Regions from separate parts of the Drosophila melanogaster genome. Here region 1 is linked to region 2. A link is a contact called in public Hi-C data. All regions are on one chromosome and are shown on one strand. Each heading gives the region's core, a stretch centred on a gene start, on an enhancer-like site or on the middle of the called end of the contact. The rest is flanking DNA. Distances are from core to core; before and after follow the strand shown. Region 1 overlaps lncRNA:CR32773 (long non-coding RNA:CR32773). Region 2 overlaps bi (bifid).

Region 1 (6,489 bases), core at 3,553-6,052, 76 kb before region 2:
AACTCAATCGGGCCTAGCGACCGATGCGGCTAGCCAGGATTTATTGCAACTTCAATTCCCCGCAAAGCACGCGAAAAAAACTGCTAATCACGAAGAATTTAAAGAATATCCTGAATAAAAAAAACCAAACTCATGTTTAGATAGTTACTTCAGCATTTCATATTGCCTGGAATCAAGAAATCAGAAACAAACAAGGCATTGATTACGTGATTTTCTCACAGTGCATAGCTACACAAAATACTGCCATATTCGCCTGCACACCCACACACCCACACACCCACACACACACACATGAATCCATTAATTTGTTATGTTTTTGTTTAATTTTTACGTTTGTTGCGTATTTATGACGCTGGGGGCGCTGCTGTGCGGTGCAACTTTTCTCGGCCAGCATTTGCATCCTGTGTAACCGTCGGCATTTCCACTTCTAGGGTCCTTTTAACCTCTGACCCTATGTATTTTTTGGGAGCTGCGAACAGAAAGTAGACAAATTACATGAAAATACTATGTACATTCGATTTATGATATAAAAAGATATATTTTAATACTTACCGATAGAATGCAGTTTCAACATTCTTAACTTATATAATAGACTATAGATTGAGCTGTTTTGTAAACATTGCCAAGGGTATCAGCTGCTTTGATCAGTTTGCTTGGCCAGCCGTTTGGATTTTTCGAAATGTTGCACTTGTTGTGGACGCTCTATGGAGCGTTCAAAACGCTTCCAGGCAATTTGCCGATGAACAATCAGCGCGAAATACAACATAAAATATTTAGGAGGCCGTACCCCTTGGTGGACCCACTCCTCGTCCCTGCAACCGCCAGTACCACTTCGCCGCACCCCCCTCCCCAACAAATTGGCTATCCCTTGGTCAACGAGGCGCTGGTGTTGCTGCCGCTTCGTTACCTCGTGCGGCGCGTTTGATTTGATTTATTTTGAATTTGCATATTTCGCGCAAAATGGATGTGCCACACCCCACATCCCGCCACCCATTGCAAGCCACGCCCACCGCCCAACGCCCCACGCTCCACGCCTCTTGCATTTTTAAACACGTTGTATACTTTCGAACGCCTCTGCATACGTGATAGAACGAGATTTGAATTTGGTATTCGATTTTTGATTAGATTCATGCTTGACTGCGTCGGGAATGCACATATTTGCACCAACGATCTGATCAATTTCTCCATTTTCGCAACATTATAAATATCGGAAATGCAATCACAATGTCTGTTTTAATTTTCAAAAAAAAAAAAAAAATCAATAGTTTAGGATTATGCAGCTTGTCTCAGCATTTTTGTTAATTTGATTTCCCATCAAAAGTTTAAAAAACCCCAAAGCACATTTATTATGATGAAAATGTTAAAAATGCTACCTTGAATTTCACACATTTATATCCTCACTCACTTTCCCTCTCGAAAATCCCTAATTGCTCGTTTTTGTATCGATGGCTTTACGAAATTTATCACTTCAAACTATTACAAGGGACTTTCGGGTGCATGTGTCAGCAGACTAAACTCAATTTGCGACAGTTTAACTGAAACTTTCCAAATGCAAAACAGCAACTAAAGCCCGGAACCGAAAAGTAAAACAAGTTATAAAATATTTTCACTCCGTTTGGCCATTTCTCTGGGGGTGGGGGTTTCAACTTTTGGCCAGCAGCTGGCCATGCAAATTGCATACGTCCCCGGATTTGGTTATTAGAATTGCATTCGATTGGATTTGAAATTGAAATATTTAACACATTTGCCGGGGCAGCAAATGGGGCAAGCCCCAGAGAAATATTGGCCCAAATCACGGCTTTTTTTCCCCAGGGTGGCATTCATTTGTTCACATCCAAAATATTGTCTGTAGATTGTATGTTTTACGGCTAGCGATCGTCTACCTGATTGGGATTGGGATAATGATTATGAGGATAGCATTTAGATAAGATATACGGCTGCTGTCGATGATTACAGCTGAGTGGGCTGGCGAATTGCGCAATCAGGCGCGAAGAACAAAAACAGAAACGATTCCAAAACCAAAACTAAACGAAATAAAATAATAGCAGCCGAAATGAAACGAAACCAAATGAAAGGAAAGTATCGGGAATGAGGAGGAGTAGGGCAAAGGAAGCCAAAATCAGGACAGCAGCAGCCCTTAGATCATATCGATGCCAGTCCCTCGGGGCAGGATAAACGGACAGGGACCAAGGATGAGCCCAAGACAACAACAGCAACTAGTGCACAGAGAGAAAATATATGAGGATAGTCTGTGACCACTTTAAATAGTTATTTATTGAGGAACAGATGTAGGCACTAACTAATTTCCTTACGATCTTTTTTTAAACTAGGGGTATCTTGAACTTGCAGTTCCAATCGATTTTTTCCGATGTGCATGACTAGGACAAGAAACACTGATAAAAGTATTTCAATTAGTGCTCGCATATATGTAAGTATCTATCTATTTTCCTCGGAATTGTGTTCTTCACGATGTTGTTGTTGGAGTGGCAAATCAATATACATAAATGATGGCATCTTAAATAATTTGCAAGTTGCCGACTGCCGCAAATGTACACAACAACAAGCTATATTCACGGTTTATTGTATATCTATGTATAATATATATGTATAAATGTGTGCAATGCTTTATAAGATAGATGTTGAATGTGTCTCTCGCTTGAATGCCTTATTTTCACCCTCGGGGCGACAACGCCAACGCCAAAGCCAGGATAACAGGAGCAACAACAATGCCAGGACAAGCTTCTCGAAAAAACAACAACGATAAAATCAACAACAATATTAACAACAAAAACCAAGGCACTACAATGGCGTCTGAGAATGACGACGGTTGACACGAAAGACCGCCTTGCTCAAGCTCAAATTGGCAATAACCAAAGAGTCCTGCGAAAATGAAAATAAAGAGTACCCAAGAAAAGAAGTACTGGAAAACAAAACCAATTATTGGCGCGCAGGATGGACCTTGTTTCTCAAAAAATTAATTGTATCTATATGTTTTAAGCATCCCAATCATCATGGAAAAAACTTGCTATAAGCTCAATTAGGCTTATCATTGGTATCTAAATATACATCTAAATATATACACATTGATGAAAAAAATATATTTAGATGAACATAATGTTATACATTTTTAGCAGATGTTAAGTTACATAATATAGAACGGGATTTTGGGTTGTTTGATATTTAAGTAGCTTTATTTGCATACATAACACATTAGGTTCCAGATTAAGTGACATATGTTTATGTATATTCTTTATTTCAAAACAAGCGATCAAGGCACTCTAAATAGATTAAAAAACCAGCAAACGCCAATACGCAACGCAATCAATCAGTATCATCATCATCTGAAGCATTTTATTGTTTTGTGTTTTTCGGATTTGATATGCGAGGCGACTGTGTAAGGGGCGGGTTGAAAAGAAGGACCCTCCTTTTGCTTTTGGCTAGGACACGCGCTGCCATTTTATTAAAAAAAAAAGGACGAAAGGAAAACGCCATGTAAAACGACGGCGAGAGCAAATTCACCATTTTGTCACACACGCAGGACAACAAACACGCATACATACATACAGACTTCTAAAAACATCCAGTCGACGACGCTGGCAAACAAAACAGAAAAGCAACAACAATAATAGTAGTAAAAACAAGGACTCACAAGGACCCCCACCTACTCGTTGTATTTTTTTTTCTGCTCCCAGAAATCCTCCCCTTTTGGTGGTGACAAATCTAAAAGGACGACGGCAAACGAAGGAAACTCACCACAGCAGCGACGCCGGCAGAAAAGCACCCTTAATGCTCCGTTTTGCACTCACTCTCTCTCGCTCTCCCTTGCTCTCTGGCTCTCTTTCGTGCTCTCTTTCGATCTGCATTGGTGTGCGTTCGAGTGTATCTTCGCTGTCCTTTGAGAAGTACTTGGCCAATGGTGACACATGACCACCAGGAGCGACTAAAACACTCTAGCCACCGCACTACCACCCTCACACCATTACACCAACACCCCTATTGTAATCTCACAAAAACACGCATATGCGCCTTTTCATTTTCCCGCTTTTTCCTAGGGGTTATAATTTCTATTAGTTTTCTTTCCTTAACTATTCAAAAGTGGGGCAACAAGTGGTTGGAGGATCGTTTGGGGCTGCATTATGGGGTCAATTATGAACCACCGATGCTAATTTTATTAAAATATTTCAAATTACATGAACTCATCATTTTCAGAGCACGTAATTAAATGCTGAGCATTGTTGGAAGTGGTTGGTCTAATTTCTTCACTCATACTTAATTAACGTAGAACAAAAAGGCAGGCGCATTATAAACAACCGAATAGCTAACAGTTTAGCATGAATAAATCGTACAATTCTTACCAAAACTTAAATTTGTGATAGAAACATTTAAGTTTTTCATAAAATAGGGAGTGAATAATGATTTATAAAGTTATAAAGTGAAAATGAAAGTGCAATTTAATGTTTTCACCGCTTTACAAATGTAAAGTGAATAAAAAATAAATTACCAAAATAAATGGGTTATTATTTATTTTCCGCTTTAATTTGTTGTTTGAAAATAAGGAGTTAGGAATATACAACTTAATATTAACGATCTTGAGTAGCATACAATTCGCAAGTTTTTCTGAATGACAGCTGCGAATAACAACCCTGTCCTTAATCGGAGTGCAAAGCATCAACCCCCAAAGTAAAGTCGCTGAAGACGAAGCCTGTTTTCTTGCTTTTTTTTGCCACCACAGCGAAAGAAACCGGAGGTGTTGTCACCGTCCCATAGATGGCGCCCGTTCGTTGCCGGCGTTAGCGGACAGATGGCGGTAGTGTGCGCGAACACGGAAGGTTTTGAATGCCACGGCTATTCCATATATCCAATGAAGATACCTTAAGATACATTGCTTTTACAAATGTTACGAGAAAATCATTCGTAACTATTGAGCAATTTTCGAGTAATACAAAAAAGCAGGAAATATAGTTATTTCAGTCTTGTGAGTCCTGAAAAAGGTTAAAATACTTGATCAGCTTTGACATGAGGCTGTTGAACGTGGGCACAGAATACACAGGAATAAAGAAGGTGGGTCCAGCAGTGCATAAATTTCCGCCCCATCACCATATGTGAGTGTGGGTCGGCTGGTTTGGAGAACAACAAACAGCTGGCGGTCATATTTTCCAGTCAACAAGGCAGCAACAAACATAACCAGGCCGTCGGATCCCCACTGCATCCACCCGAGATTCCCCCCCTCCGGCATTTCCCATTTTCCTCATGGTTTTTTGGGGCAGCTGCTGTTGGCTTTTAAGCAGAAACTCACACATGTATGGATGTTATGGAGTGGGCTTTCCCGAATCCCGACACGGACTCTTTATTAGAGTGACCCCAAAATGGAGCTCCCAAGTTGGTGGTCCCTGAAATTCCCGTCATTCCCGTTATTACGAGAGTTTCCACATGATGCCCCCTTTTCAAGCCAAAGCCACTAAGGTTTTTATGCCCTTGGTAGTAAACCAGACACTGAATTTTCGGCCGCCTATTGCATTCCGCTTGGCTGGGAAAAGTCTTCACGGTATGTCAAGTATTAATTTTGCAGTTTGTTTTTTTTTTATCACAGTTGAGATTAAATTTAATCGGAAATATTGCCACGGCCTCGGGCTATGCGGCGGCAATATTTGAAATGAGAAAAATGGGAATACAGTTGAGCATTAAAGTAATCATTGAAATACTAGAACAATTTGAAAGCCATTGAGTATTTAAATTCATTAAATGCACATTTCGAACTCTTTAAAGTATATTATACATTTATTTAATTCATATGAAATTCTAGTTTGTTCTAAAATTTACCTAAATTGCAGGTAACTAAATATATTTATAAATTAGAAAACTGATTCCATTTCTGTTTTTTGTTTTGGCTCAGTTATAGCTGGCTTATCATTGCCAATTTTCTGTTTGGTCATTTTCATTGTGACCATTTTCGCACACGTATTTTTCCGGCCTTCGCTTGGGGTCGAACCAAAATGGCCGCCTCTGCTGCCCATCCATTTTCATTCAGCCCCATTCCCATTCCCATTTCCATTTCCAATCCCATTCCCATTCTCATTTCCATTTCCATTTCACTACCCATCCTGGACACACTCAATTTTCACAGACGAGTGTGAGTGTGTGTCCAGTCCATAGCCAAAAGTTATGGATTCAACTTTTGGCCAATTTAATTTTCTCGCCTGAAACGGCTACAGAGCAACGTCAGCAGCAGCAGCCATCCCACTTGACCATTGAAGCGCCACCCACTGGAATAACCATATCCCGACCACCGCCTCATCTGCCTCATGCGACCCATCCTCCCACATACATGTGCGTAGTGCGTGTGCATTGTGAGGACGTGGTCGACTGTGCTGTTGGCCATGGCTGATGAGGCTGGCGATGCTGGCCAAAACCCCACTGATTCCACCCAAACCAACTAGCCCAAACGGGGCTGAATCAAACGATAGACCGAAGAAGAATACACGCGAAGAA
Region 2 (6,369 bases), core at 799-3,298:
AGGGTCAATCTATCGCTATGCCAATTATTATGCATTTTTTATCGAACTGAAAATTGTCAAGTGAATTTGGTATGGGCGCTGTAAGGAGGTTTTTGCCCAAATAGCACAATGGAAAATTACAGCGTAGAACCAAAGAAATTTCCAAGTTACTAAGCAAATTAAGTGTAATTTAGAAGGGGCATTTTTCGTAACCCCCTTCACCTTCGCATATTTGTCAACTTAGCACATCGATAATTTTTCCTGCCCCCTTTTGCGGGACGACAATTTTAACACAATTATGAAAAACGTTTCCAAGATGGCAAAGCAGGGAAAATGGAAAATGGGAAATGGGGTATTGTGGGTGGGACTTGTGGCTCTTCAGGGGTTGTGTGTGCACTATAACAATATTTCGCCCTCAACCCCCAATTGACCCCTTTTCCCCGCCCGCTAATGGCATTGTGGGGAAATATGAACAAAAAAAAAAAAAGGAAAAATAAAAAACTAGAAGGCGGACACGCCCATTTAATTGAGCCTACGGCTTCGAGGAGGTGGGCGTTAGGAGGGGGCGGCCCGGGGCAGGCCAGTGCACTTTGATTGCGTTTTGTCGCCGTCAGCTGAGTTTTTACCCAAAACGAAAATGGAAGTAATCGAAGGAGTAAGGGAACAACAAAATATGTAGGAAATGGAAAATTTTTATTTATGAAAATTAAACAAGTGAACTTTGACAGGCGGTTGCCCAGGGTCTGACCCCTGATCCCGAAAACACAAAAAAAAAAAAAAAACTTCCAAAAACTTGGAAAGAGTGGGTGTCCTGTGGCGTGTCATTAAATATTTTTGTCTTGTCACATTATCGCATGCCTGTCACAAAGTCCGACATCAATTAGAAACTATGATGTGGTACAAAAAGACAAGTCATCGTCATATTTTCTAATCACATGCACAACATATTACAATACAAAAAAAAAAAAATGATTGATTTTCTTCTCGGTGACTAAAAACCCAGAATAACTGCTATTAAGTCCGTGTTTATAGAATCTTTCCAATGGCCAATAAATTGCCGCTTTCAATTAGCTAAAAACTGGCAAAATCAAAGCAATCTCGCACCATCTTCTATCTACATCGAAATGCTATTTTTGCTCTCATTTGGGGTCAACATTTGATAATTTCTGACATTTTTTATAGATTTTTTTTTTTTTCAATGGCTTGCCTATTTTTTCAAATCGTATTTCCTTGACTTCTCGCACTGAAAGTGTCGCCAAATGTTTAGGGGTGTGGAAAACGAGGGGAGACTTTATTTATTTGCGCTTAGACAGCAATTTCAATTAATTGATAAGTCACAGCAACAAGCAGCAGAACGAAGATAGATTTCACGCTATTTGCTTTAGCGACATAATTGCCAGCGACAAATTGAGAAAAATTGCAGAGCAAGTGCAATCTGAAGTGAAATTTAATTTTAGTTCTTAAGTAAGTGAAGTAGGAGCACCGTATTGAGACGACTATGGGAATACACGTCATTCTGAAGGAGCTGTGCTGTGAACTTTTGTGAATGAAAAACTATAGCCACAAGCCTCCAAATCATTGCATCAATGAATCGAAATCGAAATCGAAATTCGCTAAAAACAGGCACAAAAACCGATTGAATCGAGCCAAGTGAATGCAAATCCACTCGCAAAACATTCAAGTGGCACTCACATGAAGAGTCGAAAAAGGGTGGCATGGTGTTTTCCACCGGTGTGGTGGAGGTGGAGGGGGGGGGGGTTCTTGTGCGGCAGGAAAAACAATAATTTTGACATTGATGATGATGGGGCAACGGCAACAGAAGCGGCAACAATAATTCCGTTTGCTGTTTTGCCATTTGGTTGTTGCTTTTTTTTCGCACGTCTCGCAAGCATGCAACAGCAAAAATGGTAAAAACAAGAACAACGAAGTGTGGTGTGTGTGTGTGTGGCGTGCAAAAAAGTTGCAACTTACACACTGCCATAATCTCCATATGTGTGCTAGGTACAAGTACTTAAAACTTTTACAAGCCACTCGTGGCTCCCCTTCTCTGCCCATCTCACTTGCTCCCATTCCTCATCCATGGGCCGCCTCACCACGCCCCCTTTTACAACAATTGCATGCCACACTTTGGGGCAAGTCCCCCCCCCCCCCTCCTTTTGCAGGGTCATGAACTCGGCAGCACGGAGAGAAAATTGCATTCGCCTATGCCACCCAGCTAATCTAAAGCAAATATCTCGTTTTAATCAGTATTCATAATTTTCATTGTAATGAAATTATCAAACTTTACTAACTAAGAAATGCGCCTAAAATACAGCATTTGCCACAGAAAGGACTTTAATATACAGTCCATTAAACTGCAATTTTTCTGAGTGCACATATTTTGTTCACCGACTTGCGAAGTGAATATGGATGTGGTTGCGTTGTTTTTCTTGTTTCATTTTATTTTTTTTTTTTTTAGTTTTTTTTTAGTGGGATTTTGTAGTTGGCTGGCTGGGCCACTTGGTTTAGTTTCACACTTCAAATCGCCAAACTGCTAATGAGCTTAAGGATATGGCCAGGAAGAGAGCCCCACTACTTAAGCTCGAAAAAATATAATTTTCAGCAACTTTTTCGTGCTTTTGTTTCTCGTTTGTTTTGTTTTTTTTTTTTTTTTGTGTACTTCCCAAGTGCGAACAACCAACAACAAAATGCAACTACTTGCATACAGTTGGGGGGCGTTGGGCGGTTGGGGGCGTGGCCAGTGGACCTAGACACCTGGCCAGACGTATTCCCAACTTTCAGCACACAAAACTATTTGCAAATATTTTATTTTTGCGCTTATTTCCACTTTCTATTGGTGTTGTTGCCACGCCCACGCCGCCAGACTGGCATTGAAACTATATGCATATATATATATATATATATTCATATATATATATGTGCATATAATTAAGTATTTGGGAAAAGGCGGCGTAGAAGGCGTTGGCCAAAGAGGCTTAACCGAGGCGTCAGGCAATTTGTAGCTTAAAAAAAACAGCAACAGAAGCTAATTGAATTTGGCCAGCTATGAAATGAATTACCGTAAAAAGCGAAGAAAAATTAAGGGGGCTTTGACAACGCAATTTTGACGCAAGTTTATGGCTAAACATAAAGTTGTAAAGGAAATCTTATAAATTTGGCACTAATCTTTGAAAGTTGGTTAATGATTTTCCACATTAAACTAATAGGCTTTATGTGATCGTTAAACGTAAATGTCTCTATTTCGCTGTGCAGAGCTTAGAATATGTTTGTTCACTTCTAATTGAAATTGTAAATGTAAATTGTTACGTAAGCCTTTGCTGACTTTATGGCAATTACATATATTTCGTAAAGTATTGGCGACATTTTTGAGTGCATTCACAGCGGCCACATCTTGCACTCACTTGACACTCACTCCATTCACTGCGGCCAAGTGTGAGTGTGTCTCAGTGAATACTTTCTCAAGTAGGTGTGAAGCTCAAAACGCATTTTCACGCGCCAACGCAGCTTGAATGTCAACGTCGTCGTCGTCGCATAATCATCATCGTATCATCATCATCTTCTCGAGGGAGAGAGTCTGAGTTTCTGCGGCTGATGACATGCTGCTGCAAAAATGGAAAAATTATACAAAAAAAAAAAAAAAAAAAGATGTAAAAACGACAAAAAGGAGAAGAACGGGGGCGTCTGTTCACCTACTTTCAGCTCAACTGGGCGTGGAACTTGGGATCGGTTTTAACCGCTAACGGGAGCTTGAGACGTCGCCACACGTGCTCAAGTGGCCAAGGCTGCTTGCCCGGGCTGTGACCTGACCTTCGGCCCCAGATCTGTGCCCTCGATTGCCAAAAGCTCGGCAAAGGTCACAATTATTTGCCAATATGACGGCAAAGCATATCCAAAAACAATTCTTTTGTATAAAGCTACATTCGTTCGAATTCTAATCGAGATTCGATTTTACACACTTAAATGTTGGGAGACCTTTAATACCCTGTAAAATGAGTATAGAACTCACCTGCCGCTCTTGGTGATGACCATTTCCGTGCCCAGTTTGTGGAACTTCTCCCACAGGTCTTTGCCCTCCAGCGTGACCTTGGGATCATCGACGACGCCATCGTCCTCGGGCTGAAGCGCCCGCAGCGGTCGCATCGCCGGATGCAGCTGATGGGCGACGGCCGAGGCAAGGACGACGTCCTCGGCGGTAGTATAGGCGCTGCCCAGATGATGGGCGTGCGGATGGGCACCTGGGTGGTGCGGCGGGAAGCGCAATCCACCGCCGGGATACAGACCCGGATGCGGTCCGGCCGGACTTCCAGCTAGAGCGGCCAGTGCCGCAGCTGGAAAGTACGGTGGTGGTGGTGGGGCCGGGTGCTGTTGTTGCTGCTGTTGTTGTTGCAGGTGGTGCGGCGGTGTGGGTGGCGGCAAGCCTGTGGCGCCGGCGGGCGGTGCGGCGGCACCCGTACTGGGTGAGTGATGTGCGGCGGTTGGGTGGTGCGACGGATGGGCGGCGGCTGAAGCTGAGTTGTTGCTGCTGCTGCTACTGCTGTTGTTGTTGGGCGGTGGTATTGGCGGTAGACCAACAATTGTGGGCGGTGGTGTGCCAGCGGGCGATGGCGGTTCCTCGGTGGTGCTCAAGTGGTGTCCTTGCTTTTGACTTGTGTTATTATTATTATTGTTGTTGTTATTCGTGTGGTTGTTGTTATTATTATGGGTACTGTTATTATTGTTGTTATTGGAACTGGAGTTGTTGGTGTTGCTGGTGGTGGTGGTGTTGCTGCTGCTGTGGTTGCTTTGCGGCGATAACTGCGCACCACCACCCGTTGGTGAAACGGCCACGAGATTGTTGGTGTTATTGGTGTTTGAATTGGTGTTGTTGTTGGAATTGGAGTTGTTGTTTCCGCTGTTGGTGTTGCCGCTGTTGTTATTGTTGCTACCCGCCGTCAACAGCGAGGAAACGCTGAAGTCAGTGGGTCGTTGCGTTAGCTGCAGAAATGGATGATATGCCATCCCATTGGCGAACCTGGCGAATGGATCCTCAGCAGACTGATGAAATAGCAGCTCCTGGACGTCGTATCTCATCACATAACCGTTTCAAACAACCAAGTGCGTCATGCAGAAAGGGTTTCCCACGGCGATCTCTCCAAAAAAGGGATCTCTCTAGTTTGACTTTTGAAATTTTTAGATGCTTTATTTTGTTTTTGTTCTACAGGTACTTGTTTTTGTTTCTTTTTTTTTAAAACTTTTTGTTTGGGACACTCACTGACTTGTACACTTTATTTCTCTTCTTGTTGTTTCAAAAAAATTCATGTTTCATTGCTATAAAAAACGTAAATATGATTTTTAGTTGGGGTCGCCGCTTGAGATTTTCGAGAACCGTCATTATGACGGTTATTTAGATAGATTTATTTAAAAAAAAAAGTTTTAGAGAAAAAAATTTCCCGTTTGATTATTAAAGTTAGTTTCTAGAAGGATATGGATTCTTTCTTTCAAATTGATAAGCTCATTACAATTCCAAAGAATTGGGTAAATAAATATAGGCATGAGTCGAACTATCTATTTTTAAAATCTTTGTTATATCCTTAGAATTTCCCCTGGTTTTATCTAATAATTCATTTCGGATTGTTTGTGTTTTGAAGTATTTATCCTATTTGATTATTTTTTCCTCGACATTCCCTATTTAACCGACGTTAGTTTATTGAACTTTAATAATTTTCATTAACTTTTAGAGATCTGCCTCTAAAAACTAACAATGTAAATGAACCAATAATTTAATATAGAAGGCTCAACCTATAAACAATGGTTTCTACAATTTCTATTTTCAATATCGGTTCTTTTTGGATTTTAAGCTTCGAGTTTTCAAATTCCCTACTCGGTTTTTATGGTTATCGTATTAGTTTTCTGTCTCCTATGTTTTGAGTTCTTTATCAGGTTTTATGTTCTCCTGGTTCTTTGTTTGTTTTGAACTTTTGCTTGCCTTTTCGTATTCTGTTTTGGCGACGGCAAAACGTCGAAAGTGTTTAAACCTTGTTCTGTTTCTCTCGTTTCTTTTGCTTTGCAAATTCACTTGGCAGTTTTAAGTTTTCTTAGTTAGCTGGCTGCTGTAACTGTTGTTTGTTTGTTGCTTTTCTTTGTTTGGTTTGTGTTTGTTTTTCTTTTTTTACCAAGAAGGAAGAACGCAAAAAAAAGAGCACAAAAGGGAAACGGCGATTTGGATAAAGAATGTGGATATGGCGACACGACGATCAACGAACAACGAACGTAGGGAGAAACAACAAACGACGAGAAACGACGACGGGCGACAAAAGCGACAAACGACAGGCGACAAAAGCGACAGAGCGGCGATGACGACACGAACTACACGCCGGTCGCATTCAAACTGGAAACTGGAAATACACACAC

What was found. Hi-C and Micro-C count contacts between places; a contact is called where the count stands out from the background.
Region 1: a contact with region 2 is called in a Hi-C map of the Kc167 cell line, with 2.4 times the contacts expected there. The contact joins two enhancer-like sites. A contact is called at or near these places in 49 of 107 Hi-C or Micro-C datasets (the Clone 8 cell line, the D17-c3 cell line, the Kc167 cell line and 22 more) and 2 of 6 datasets of contacts at active chromatin or transcription factors (both in the Kc167 cell line).

What each region holds. Positions count from the first base shown.
Region 1 is chrX:4,505,599-4,512,087 of dm6, reverse strand. All of the region lies in intron 2 of lncRNA:CR32773 (long non-coding RNA:CR32773), which reads left to right. Among named protein-coding and RNA genes, the nearest start is that of CG3556, 21 kb to the left of the region's middle. Within about 2 kb of position 4,802, at least 29 of the 39 cell types and tissues checked have an H3K27ac peak or open chromatin away from gene starts, as enhancers often do.
Region 2 is chrX:4,427,115-4,433,483 of dm6, reverse strand. It overlaps bi (bifid), which reads right to left. Exons shown (of 8, transcript NM_001297932.1): 2 at 3,986-5,286. The coding sequence starts at 5,049. All of the region lies in intron 3 of lncRNA:CR32773 (long non-coding RNA:CR32773), which reads left to right. Among named protein-coding and RNA genes, the nearest start is that of bi, 17 kb to the right of the region's middle. Within about 2 kb of position 2,048, at least 2 of the 39 cell types and tissues checked have an H3K27ac peak or open chromatin away from gene starts, as enhancers often do.